2 separate regions of the Rattus norvegicus genome follow, and region 2 is linked to region 1. The links are chromatin contacts, called in public Hi-C maps. All regions are on one chromosome and are shown on one strand. The core of a region is the stretch at or near the end of the contact, and the rest is flanking DNA. Distances in the headings are between cores, read along the strand shown. Region 1 holds the start of Tfpi (tissue factor pathway inhibitor). Region 2 has its middle 55 kb from the start of Ctnnd1.

What was found. Hi-C and Micro-C count contacts between places; a contact is called where the count stands out from the background.
Region 2: a Hi-C map of frontal cortex shows a contact between it and region 1, with 1.6 times the contacts expected there. The contact joins the enhancer-like site here to the promoter of Tfpi in region 1. A contact is called at or near these places in 7 of 12 Hi-C or Micro-C datasets (the A7r5 cell line, Schwann cells, frontal cortex and 3 more).

What each region holds. Positions count from the first base shown.
Region 1 is chr3:89,978,568-89,983,733 of GRCr8, reverse strand. It overlaps Tfpi (tissue factor pathway inhibitor), which reads left to right and starts at 3,010. Exons shown (of 8, transcript NM_017200.1): 1 at 3,010-3,095.
Region 2 is chr3:90,083,203-90,088,368 of GRCr8, reverse strand. No RefSeq gene overlaps it. Among named protein-coding and RNA genes, the nearest start is that of Ctnnd1, 55 kb to the left of the region's middle. Within about 2 kb of position 2,003, at least 12 of the 93 cell types and tissues checked have an H3K27ac peak or open chromatin away from gene starts, as enhancers often do.

The DNA.
Region 1 (5,166 bases), core at 1,761-4,260:
CGACAGATACCCTCCTCAGCCATAAAACAGCTATAACACCCCTGCCCTGCATTTTTCATTCCCTCTCTGTTTGCAATGATAGTTTCCTGCTGAAAAACTACAGTTCCCAGCTTCCCTTGTGGACAATGGAAGTCATTTCCGCCCCTATGAGGGGCCTCATCCTATCTTCTTCTGAAGGCATTTTGGCCATCTGCACACGTGAGTGGTAAAGCCCTTCCTCGCTGTGAATAAACATGGTCCCACCTAAGGTCAGAGCAAGCCTGTCTTTCTCTCCGTCTCCCATCTCTCTACAGCTGCCTTAGATAACCTAACATAATCTAACAGTTTGCATGTGCTTTGAGCATGTGTTTTGAGCATGTTTCCAAAGGTTCATGTGTTTCATTCTTGTATGTGGAGGGATGCGGCAAAGAAACTGCTGACATCATTGTTCCATAATATGGTTGGGTTTTTATTGTAGGTATGAGAGAGAGAGAGAGAGAGAACAGCCAGAGGCATCTGGAGGAGTTCACAGCAGAGAGAAAGAAGTGGACCGAACATGGCCAGCAGACTTGACATGGCCAGGGCTAAGGAATTTGGAGAGTAGGAGAGATAAGTGCAGACAGTGGGAGATGGAGACTGGAGGGGGCGGGGAGAGGGAGAGGGAGAGAGACTGGTCTGGGGGTTTTGAAATGCATAACAAGTACTTGTGAATAGGGACCGAGGGAGTTTGGAGGCCTGTATAGGCTTTGATATGCCGCCATAGGTGTATGTCAGTGGAGCTATGTGTCACTTCTGCCAGAGGTAAGGGAAAGGACTACATTTGGCAGATGGGAACTGCTTTCAAAGTTCCCGAGGAATGGTGGCTTTTATTTATCCTCCAGAAATCTTTCTATAGTCCAGCTTGAGCTCATTTCTGTATATTTGGACAGCTGAGAGAACTAACATTCCAGCCTTTTGTTGATGATAAAGGGTGATGCGGTGTCTGTCTTCTGTAGCTGCTTCTTAGATGAGGAGGGTTGTCCTAGCAGTGTGGGAAGGCTGGAATTCCGAGTTGAAGGGTGCGATGGGGTTGGGGTGGGGGAGTGGGGGACAGGATCTTGTTTGCTGAGGGAACAATTACATTGGCTCACCAATGGCAAGGGATCCTCTAGTATTTTTGGCCAGTGACAGATGGAGCCCCTGAAGTTTACATGAATTGTTTTAAGCATAGAACGAGGTTTACGTTTTAGACAGCATGACTACTGTCTGTATTCTGCACTAAAGTACTCATTGTAGAAAAGCAGTTAACAAATGTCTACAGACAGCGGGAATAGACCTTAGAGCCAAAGAAAAGCAAAGCTTGAAAAGTTATTGGCATAAAAGAAGCACGGACATTTATTTACCTGTAATAAGACAGAGATTTCTTGGCAGGGAAGAAAAAGGGGCAGAAAGGATTTTTAGAACAACGAGAAGCTCCTTTAAGACTGTATTTAGAAAACAAAGGAAGGAAATTAAAAATTTTTGAGCCTGTGACTTTGATAATGTTTTTAAAAAGTTTAGTAGCCAGTGTTTTATCAGGGCTAGATGAACATATCAGAACTCCACCGAGCAAACCTTGATGTCCTCACATCGGATGTCATCTTTAAGTCTTGTTTTTCACATACTTTAAATCATTTTCACATACTTTGAATCCCTTCCTCAGGCCTTTGTAACTCGCATAAACTTTAAACCTTTTCTTTTTATCTGGAAATATCTAATACTATGAGGCATAGGTGTTTGATTACTAAACAAGGTCATTGAAAGGCAAGCTCTTTTGAATAAAGGAATAGTAAAAAGCAAGTTTTGGGTAATAGCACGGACAGCTAGAGTTTGCTTTTATGTTGAAATCTGTTTTTGTGAGTTTATCTTTCTCAGCCGGAAGCCTGTCAGCAAGGTAAACGTGTCTGGGAGCTTGCCTTTCTCAGCTGGAGGCCTAAGCTCTGGGAAAGGCCAGGCCTTATTTTAAGTAGGAAATGGTCTGACTAGGCGGCTATATCCGTGAGGGGAGAGGCTGACTAAGGCTACTGTGCTGCTCCTAAACTGATAAAGCACGTAGTCAACATCACCACAGAGACCTGAGGATAAATCTGAGCAGGAAGTGTAAACCAAATGGCCTCTGTGTCAATTAAGAATGACAGATTTACCAGCTACCTGGACAGCCAGTAGAGCGATCTTGATGGCTTTGTTGTGGGCAGAGGTTAAAAGAGTTTTGCAGCCATACAGGGCAGTGTTAAGTCTTCAGTTACCACAATGGGCAGCAATCAGCCCTCAGCCACCAGACCCAGAAGTTCTAAGAGATTTTCTCGTGGGACTTGGGAAAACTACTTGGAGAGACAGAGTAGGGCAGTCAACCCCACAGTTGGGCAGGACCCAGGCCTGGGGTGAGCCTTGGGGCAGTCCTTTGCCACACTTGAAGCAAGCTCCAGGTGGCGTCCGTGGCGGCCCATCTTTCCTGTTACCAGAAGCTGGTATTGTTGTCTATTAGGGTAAAAGCTGTGCAGACTTCCTGGTAGGCACCAGATAGGGAGAGAGGCCGTGGCTAGCTTCTTCACCTACTGACTTTGAGACGAAAGCCTCAAGGGGAGAATCCCTATGGGGAACTGGCTCAACAAGTTCAAGGCCTGTTGAGGACAGGTCACATAGTTTCATAGTTTCGTAGTTTTGGACCAATCAACCTCAAAGTGACCAGCCCTAAAGTGGGGGAGGAAGGCTCTTCAGATGCTTTAAAACCTCAGGACTCAGAGAGAAGAGACTGGGGTTTTCGGCTTCCCGACGAGCACCCTCTCTGCTTTACAGAGGATCCTTTTCTCGGTGTGTCCGATGCGTGAGTGTGTTCCTCACCCTAAGCAGACGCTTTCCTGTAACTGCTGGTTCCGTCCGCGGTGCTCGAGATTTCTCTTTGATACCTATTAACTCTCTAACTTTTCCTGCCTTTTATTTCTTTAACCGCCAGAGAAACTGAACCCAATTAAGACCCCTAAATTCGATTATTTTTTAGACTGTATCATTTTCGGACCTGTCTCCGGATTTCTTCTGAAGACCGTATAATTTTGGGATCTCATCTCCAGATCTCTTTTGAGGACGACTGACTCATCAAGGTAAGAAATCCAAGGGAGATGGCGGTGCTGCGCCGCCGAGTCCAGGTGGCCCAACCGCAACGTGTCCAGGTGCGTTGCTCAGTGTCGGTCACACAGTTACTGTAGCTTCCAGGCAGAAGTGGCTCATTCAGGAGGTGGCACAGAAGCAGGAAGCAGACCTCTGCATAGGCAGTCCTGGCGCCCTGCAGGGGCGTTCTCACAGGGCCATTTACCGTGCCTGCTCACCCTCAGGAGCTGTTATCCCTTGCTCGCATCACAACCTCAAACAGAAGTCCAGATGCAGTGGCGCTCCTGTAATGCTAGCCCTCTGAGGCAGAGGGAGGAGGATCTGCGAGTTTCAGTCAGCCTGGTCTATCGTGAGACTAGCCGCGGATAAGAGACGCTGTGGTCCAGATATTCCCTCCCACCCCCGAATTGGTTTCTAAGTCTTCTAAGGCTTGGTATACCTCTAAAATATGCCGTAATATTTTAGATGCTTATGAATTCCTTCATCTCTAGGAGTACGCACTGAATGACCATACCTTCATTAAAGTTTTTAATCTTTTTAACATCTTTGTTTTGTAAATGTTGTTTTGTAGTAACATAACTATTTTTTCTCCCCACAAGGTGATTCCCATTTTTACTTTGTGTCTTGCTTTTGTTTTTCGAGACAGGGTTTCTCTCTGTGTAGCCCTGGCTGTCCTGGAACTCGATCTGCAGACCAAGCTGGCTTTGAACTCAGAGATCCGCTTGCCTCTGCCTCCCCAAGTGCTTGGATTAAAAGTCTGCGGCCACCACTGCCTGGTCCATTCTTTACTTTTTATATTATGAATAAGGGGTTAGAGCCACACGATCTAAAGATTTTAGTGTCTTTATTCCACGAGGAGCTTTATTTGTTTTATAAAACCATTGGTGTCAATTACTTTTGCACCTACAAGAAAAAATTATTCATTAAAATGGTTACAGTTTCGAATATGGATATATTATGAAATCAGGGAATTTTATATTGAGCAATTCTCCAGAAAATTACACCCCCTGTAACTAGAGCCAAATTCAAAACAAGAGTCACTGTTGGTCTGGTCAATCTCTCAGTAAGTAGATGGGCCAGAGTCAGGAGTCATGCTGGGAAGGTCATGTGTGCTTTAATTTCTGTTTTATTTAAAAACCACTCTGTGTTCTAATATTCAAATGCTCCAAAATGGTTTGTTTCATTGCTCCCCATACTTAATTTTTGGTCTGGGGAATCTTTAAAAATATGATCAACTGGGTGTGGCCAGATCTCTGAGTTCAAGGTTAGTCTGGTGTATGGAGTTCCAGGACAGCCAGGCTACACAGAGAAACCTTGCCTCGGAAAACAACAAAAAGTAAAACAGATCAACTTATGGAGTTTAGTCTCTCGTTCCTCCTTTGCCTAAGTTCAGTGGATTAATTTAGACTGCAGTATTTGTGTAACAAGGGCCTTTAAGGCTGTGTTATCTCAGTGGCTTGCAACACAGTTAAAGAAGACTTCTCTAGGCTTTGTAAGCTATATGGTATTAATTGTTTCATTGCCTTAAACATCATCTAACTAAACACGCTTTTTTACAATTGGTTAATAGCTTGTTTATGAAAGCAAAAACAATTGCCCAGTTATATTTTGTTCCCCAAAGGAAAAAAATAACCATACTCGGTAGAAGCTTAAATTAATGGGGCCAGTTATTAGCCCCCAGTACTCAAAACACAGAGGCAGGATATTTCAAGACTGGTTACCTCAGCATGAGTTCAGGCTCTTTCCAGAACATTCTCATCATTTACAGCAAATCAAATTACTTAGAGCCATCTTTCTTAATATCATATGGCAGCTGTTTGAGTCACAGGTATGACGTCAGATAATGCACTTGGATGAAGGATCTTTTTTTTTTTTTTTAAAAACACCCTATCTTCAACCCAGCAAGATAAAATAAATACACACAGATTCCCCCTAGACCAGTGTTTCTCAATCTGTGGACCGGACCATGATCCTGGGGTCGCATACTACATATTATGATTCATAACAGTAGCAAAATTAGTTATGAAGTAGCAATGAAATAATCTTATGGTTGGGGACTGCCAT
Region 2 (5,166 bases), core at 754-3,253, 110 kb before region 1:
TTCTGTTTTTTGTTAGTTTTTTTTTCCATTTTTATATCTATGGGTGTTTTGTCTGCCTGGATGTCTTGCATTACACACTTTGGACATGTGTATAATGTCCAAAGAGACCAGGAGAGAGTGTTGCATCCAGTGCTTTTTAACTGCAGAGCTGTCTTTCCATTCCCTTTTCTTGTTACTTTTTAAAAAGCTTTTTTTCTTTGTGTGTGTGTGTGTGTGTGTGTGTGTGAGAGAGAGAGAGAGAGAGAGAGAGAGAGAGAGAGAGAGAGAAAGGCAGAGAGAGAGAGGAGAGAGCCAGTTGGGTGTGTGTCCTTGGGAGCCTCTGAGAGCCATAGGAATTATGGGCTGGTTCAGACAGAATTTGGGTCTTCTGAAAGCAAGTTAACTGTTAGGGTATCTCTCGTCCCCCTTAGTACTTTTTAAATGTTATAGAATTGGTAGATCTACTTTTAGGGGCCTGAGTAAGTATATAAGAATTAACTGTACTGTTGGTTGAAATTATATATTCCAAAACTGGGTATAGTAAAACATGCCTGTAATTGTAGCATTTGGGAAGCCAAAACAGGAGGATTGCTACAAGTTTGACACCATCCTGGGCTACATTGTCAGATTCTTATCTCAGAAAATAAAAAGATCAATTCTCCCATAGCCCCTTGGAATGGGCCTATATCTCTGAGGTAGATTAACTGCCTATGGCACAAGATCACGAGTACTATATCAATACCACAATAAATTCCTGCATTTCACTTTGGAAATTGATTCACAAGTTGGTCTCAGGAATCTTATCCCTGTAAAGTGACATAGGTTTTATGGTTAATGTAGGTGGCTATCTAACTTGAAACCCTAGGACACTTGCTTATTTTCCGTATGGACCCCAGAATGACTGGCTAACTCTTGGTAATAGTAGTGAGTAATAATTCATAAAAGGGAACAGTCGAGGAAGCACCAAGGCTGGGCCTGAGGCTAAGTTCTAGTACTTCTCTACCCTGTAAATCATCGAGGCAATTCCCAGGCAGACCCTGAATATGGTGCCTTTTAAGGCAGAAAGCATGTCCTGGATTATGAATTAATGAACTACAGGGTACTTCAACTAGGGAGCAAGTGGTTCCGTTGTTCAAAGCCAAGGAGATCAAGAAAACAAACATGGAAGAAAGATACTGCCTAAAGCAAACTGCTTTTTCATAGGATAGACTTTTTGAGTTTGTCCCTTAAAACAGGTTCTTCAGCTGTTCCAGCCAGGATTACTGGCAGACGTAGAAAGAAAGAAAAGCTGGAGACAGTAGTTCATTGCTGTTAAGGGTCTGTCTGCATCATTGTGACAATTTTGAGTTTTTATGTAGTGTGCAGTGACAGGGTCAAAAGCCATGAGTGAACTGTGTTGAGAGTTCTGCCCATGCTCCTATGATTGGAAGAATTTGAAGCATTTTCGTAGGCTTGTGACAACTAGTCTTTCTAGTATTATTATACTTGTCTTGCTGCCATTCCCTGATTATCATCTTTAGTGCTGACAACAAGCAGTCCAGATGCTGAAGTGTGCCCCAGGAGGGAGAATATGGGTTCCCTGTTCATGTTTCAGTCATGATCTTGTCCTGTGCTTCTTGTCTTCATCTTTTTGTGTTCTTTCATTTTTGTCATTTTCAGACTAAATTTGTTTTCTTGATGCGCTTCTCATCTCTTTCCCATCCCTTTGGTTCTCCTTGTTTTCATCTCAGTTCTTGTTTTAGGATCGGTGTGGAGCCTTTTTAACTATTTAGGCTCTGCTTTTGGAAAGATGATGTGGATTCGATTCCCTGAAAATGCTTTCCATGGAAGGAAGTAGGGATTGAATTGAGGGCTTTGCACATGGTGGGCAAACACTATCACTGAGCCACATCCAGCTGTATATTAGAAAAGAGAACTCTAAACATTGCTGAAGAGGCACAAAATAAGGCTGATGAAACAAAGCCAAGAAGGGATCCTTGCAAGGATCTGATAAAACTAGCCTTGCACAGAGTGGTTGCCAAGTACAGCATACCTTAGACTTCTAAGGAATGTGGGAAAATGCGAAGGAAGGAGTCCACAGAATGCTTAGCATAGAGATGAATTAAACACTCAGGACCAGATGGTCTGTTATGCAAACCTTGTGATCCAAGTTCAGTCCTTGGAACCCACGTAAATGTGCAAAGAGAACCAACCTCATAAAGAGCAGGCATGCCTATTAAGCAACGACAAATACTCTATTGGGGGAGACCTTTGTTGTACTGATCTTGATAATTTGCAGTCCAACTTTTGACTACCTGTGTGACCCACAAACCAGTAAACAGGGACTCTGCAGTGGTACTTCATTGGTCATACCTCTAGGTGATTTCGAGAAGCCAGAGCATTTCTTCTGAAGATTCAGACACAACTCCCATAACCTTTGGCCAGGTCCTTAAGCTAGACACAGTAGTAAAAGAGCAGTGGAAATGGCAGTAGGAGATGCATAAACCAGCCCTTAATTACTTCAGATGTTGGCATGAGCACAGACTATAAGAAGAAAGATTAGGGTCAGTGGGCTCCAGTGGTCAGAAGGCCTACTAAACAAAGCCCCGGTAGATGATGTAAGCCTTACAGCATGTAATTAGGAGTGGATAAGAATGCTGGACAATGACATGGAAGTTGAAAGGGTGATGGAGGATAATTCTATATGGGAAAAAAGTAAGGACACTGTTCAAAACTTTTGTGAAACGTGTCCATATTAGCTGTACCTGTTGAAGAATGGAAATAGAACATGTGTCTTCTAAAGAAAAGGCAAAAGCAGAAGGGAAGCTGTAGTTGCTACTTCATCCAATAGAATGAGCTAGGCTTAAAGGCTGCAGCAATAGAGGAGGAGTGTATGTCATCCCAGTGCTGGGGTTAGCATGCAACAAGTGAGCAGAGCAAGAGCAGGAAGCAAGTGTAGAGACAGGGAAGAAGTCTTGAAGTCTCCAAAAGGACAAAGTAATTTGAGTAAAGCTTCAGTAGCTACCATGTGAGTTATGTTAGCTTAAACACAAGGGTAGGATCCAATGCTTTAAGTCTTGCTGCCTCATTTTATAAATTGCCGACATTATAAAAATCTTGAGTAGCTTTCCCCATATTCTAATAGGGCATGATCCAAAGTAGGGCTTAACTAAAACTATAGGCTGCCCAATGACAGGATGGAGGTATGCTTTCTTTTAAAGTGTTACTTGTATGTATGCATGTATGTGTTCATATGTGTGTACACATGAAGGCCAGAGGCCAACTTCTAATATCTTCTATTGATCTCTATTTCGGGGGGAAGTCTCTCTGAACTTGAAGCTTACTGATTGGCTGGCCAACAAGCTCCTGGGATGCAACTATCTCCATCCTCTAATGCTGGGGAGATGGATAACTGGATATAACATGGATGCTGAGAGTCGGAACTTGAGCCAGCACTTCCTCACTTGTGAGATGTACCTTCTGTGTACAGAGACTGCTACCTTTGGGGTAGGAGAGCCAAGAAGGAGCATCATGCTGTCCCAGCTCATTTGAGCACCATTCATCATTTCCTGGGCTGCAGGATCTTTCTCAGGGCCATTAGCTGAAAAATTGAAAGGCAGCTGGTCTATCATCAGGGGACACATTTCCAGTAGACACTCCTTACAGCCTAGTTCCACTCCTACTTACAGGGTGCATAGCTTAGGTTTTACAGCGGCTCCAGATGTGCTATATATAGCACACACACACACACACACACACACACACACACACACATATATATATATATATATATATATATATATATATGCCTTACTCAAATGCTGATTGCTCTTTTTTGAGACTAGTGTCAGATCAAGCTTGGGGTCTTTGAGGTCATTCAGAATGACAATGTGTAAAAACAACTCAGCAGCAAGCTTGGGCTCCGGTGCTTGGCTTCCTGAATTCCAATTCTCACTGTCATAGCTGTGTGTGTGTGTGTGTGTGTGTGTGTGTGTGTGTGTGTGTGTGCGCGCGCGCGCACGCGCGCGCGCGCGCCTGCCTGCCTGCCTGTCTTATGCTTCTTTTACTCAGTTCTGGGGGTTGAGCCTTCAGCCTTGTATATGCTAAGCAGTCACACTTACTAAGGAGTCATATGCCCAGTTCTCTCTGGGAGATTTCTTAATCTTTTGTGCCTCTCGTCATGGAGCCTAATATGTACATACAGTGAAAATAAAATGAGATTATGAATGGAATGGCACTTAAACTGTAATTGGCATGTACCAAGTATGTTGTTGCTTTTATTATTACTGCTACTATTTTGAGATAGCCCAGTCTGGTCTTGAACTCACAATAACCCTCCTACCTTAGTTTCTTTAGTGCTATGATTTCAGGCATGAGCCAACACAGCTGGCATATTAACTTTATTATACCTATCATTGGATAGTTCTCTCTGCAATTATATATATATCTGTACATGTGTATGTATTTGTTTAAATTAATTAGATGATTATTTTGCTAAGTAAGTTATGTCTAACTACTTAAAGGATTATTTCAAGGGCAACCCAAAATGACAATTAGTGTACATGTCCAGTTCCCAGATCAGGATAAGATGTTCATTAATTATTTGATGGATAGTTACACTTCTCTCATCTAGGTCCTATTCTAAATGTCTATTAGAAATGATTTGTGCCTAAATTATTTTTTTTTCAGAAATTATTTTTAAGTTAGGGAACGCAAGGCCAGGTGGAAGCATCCATTAAGTCTAGTACTTTTGATGATAGCCTTTTTGAATGTGATGGAGACCTTTTTTTCCTTTTTTCTTTTTTGCAAATACCAAGGTTTATCCTTGGGAGGTAAGGAAGAAATCTGCATACAGAGCCTATGAGAGCTATGAAAAGATTTGGTTGTATGAAGTCACATAAAAGCTACATGTATTTGTTAAGTACATTGCTATATGCTAGAACCTATTCTGGCTATAAAGGTTATCATGAGCACAGGCCCTTGTCTTTAAGAGAGCCAGAGAAAGAGTTTGAAGTTGTTACTAGATCACTGTTACAGGGAACAGTGTAGAGTAGGAAAGATTGTGTAACCAATGGCAGGAAGCTGCATGATTTGGGGCAAGAGGTAATGATAGCTTAGACCACTGGGGCATATTTTTTAAAAGATTTGATTCAAGGTATATGTAATATGTTAGTAACTCCCCTTTCCTTCCCCTCTCCTTCCCCTCTC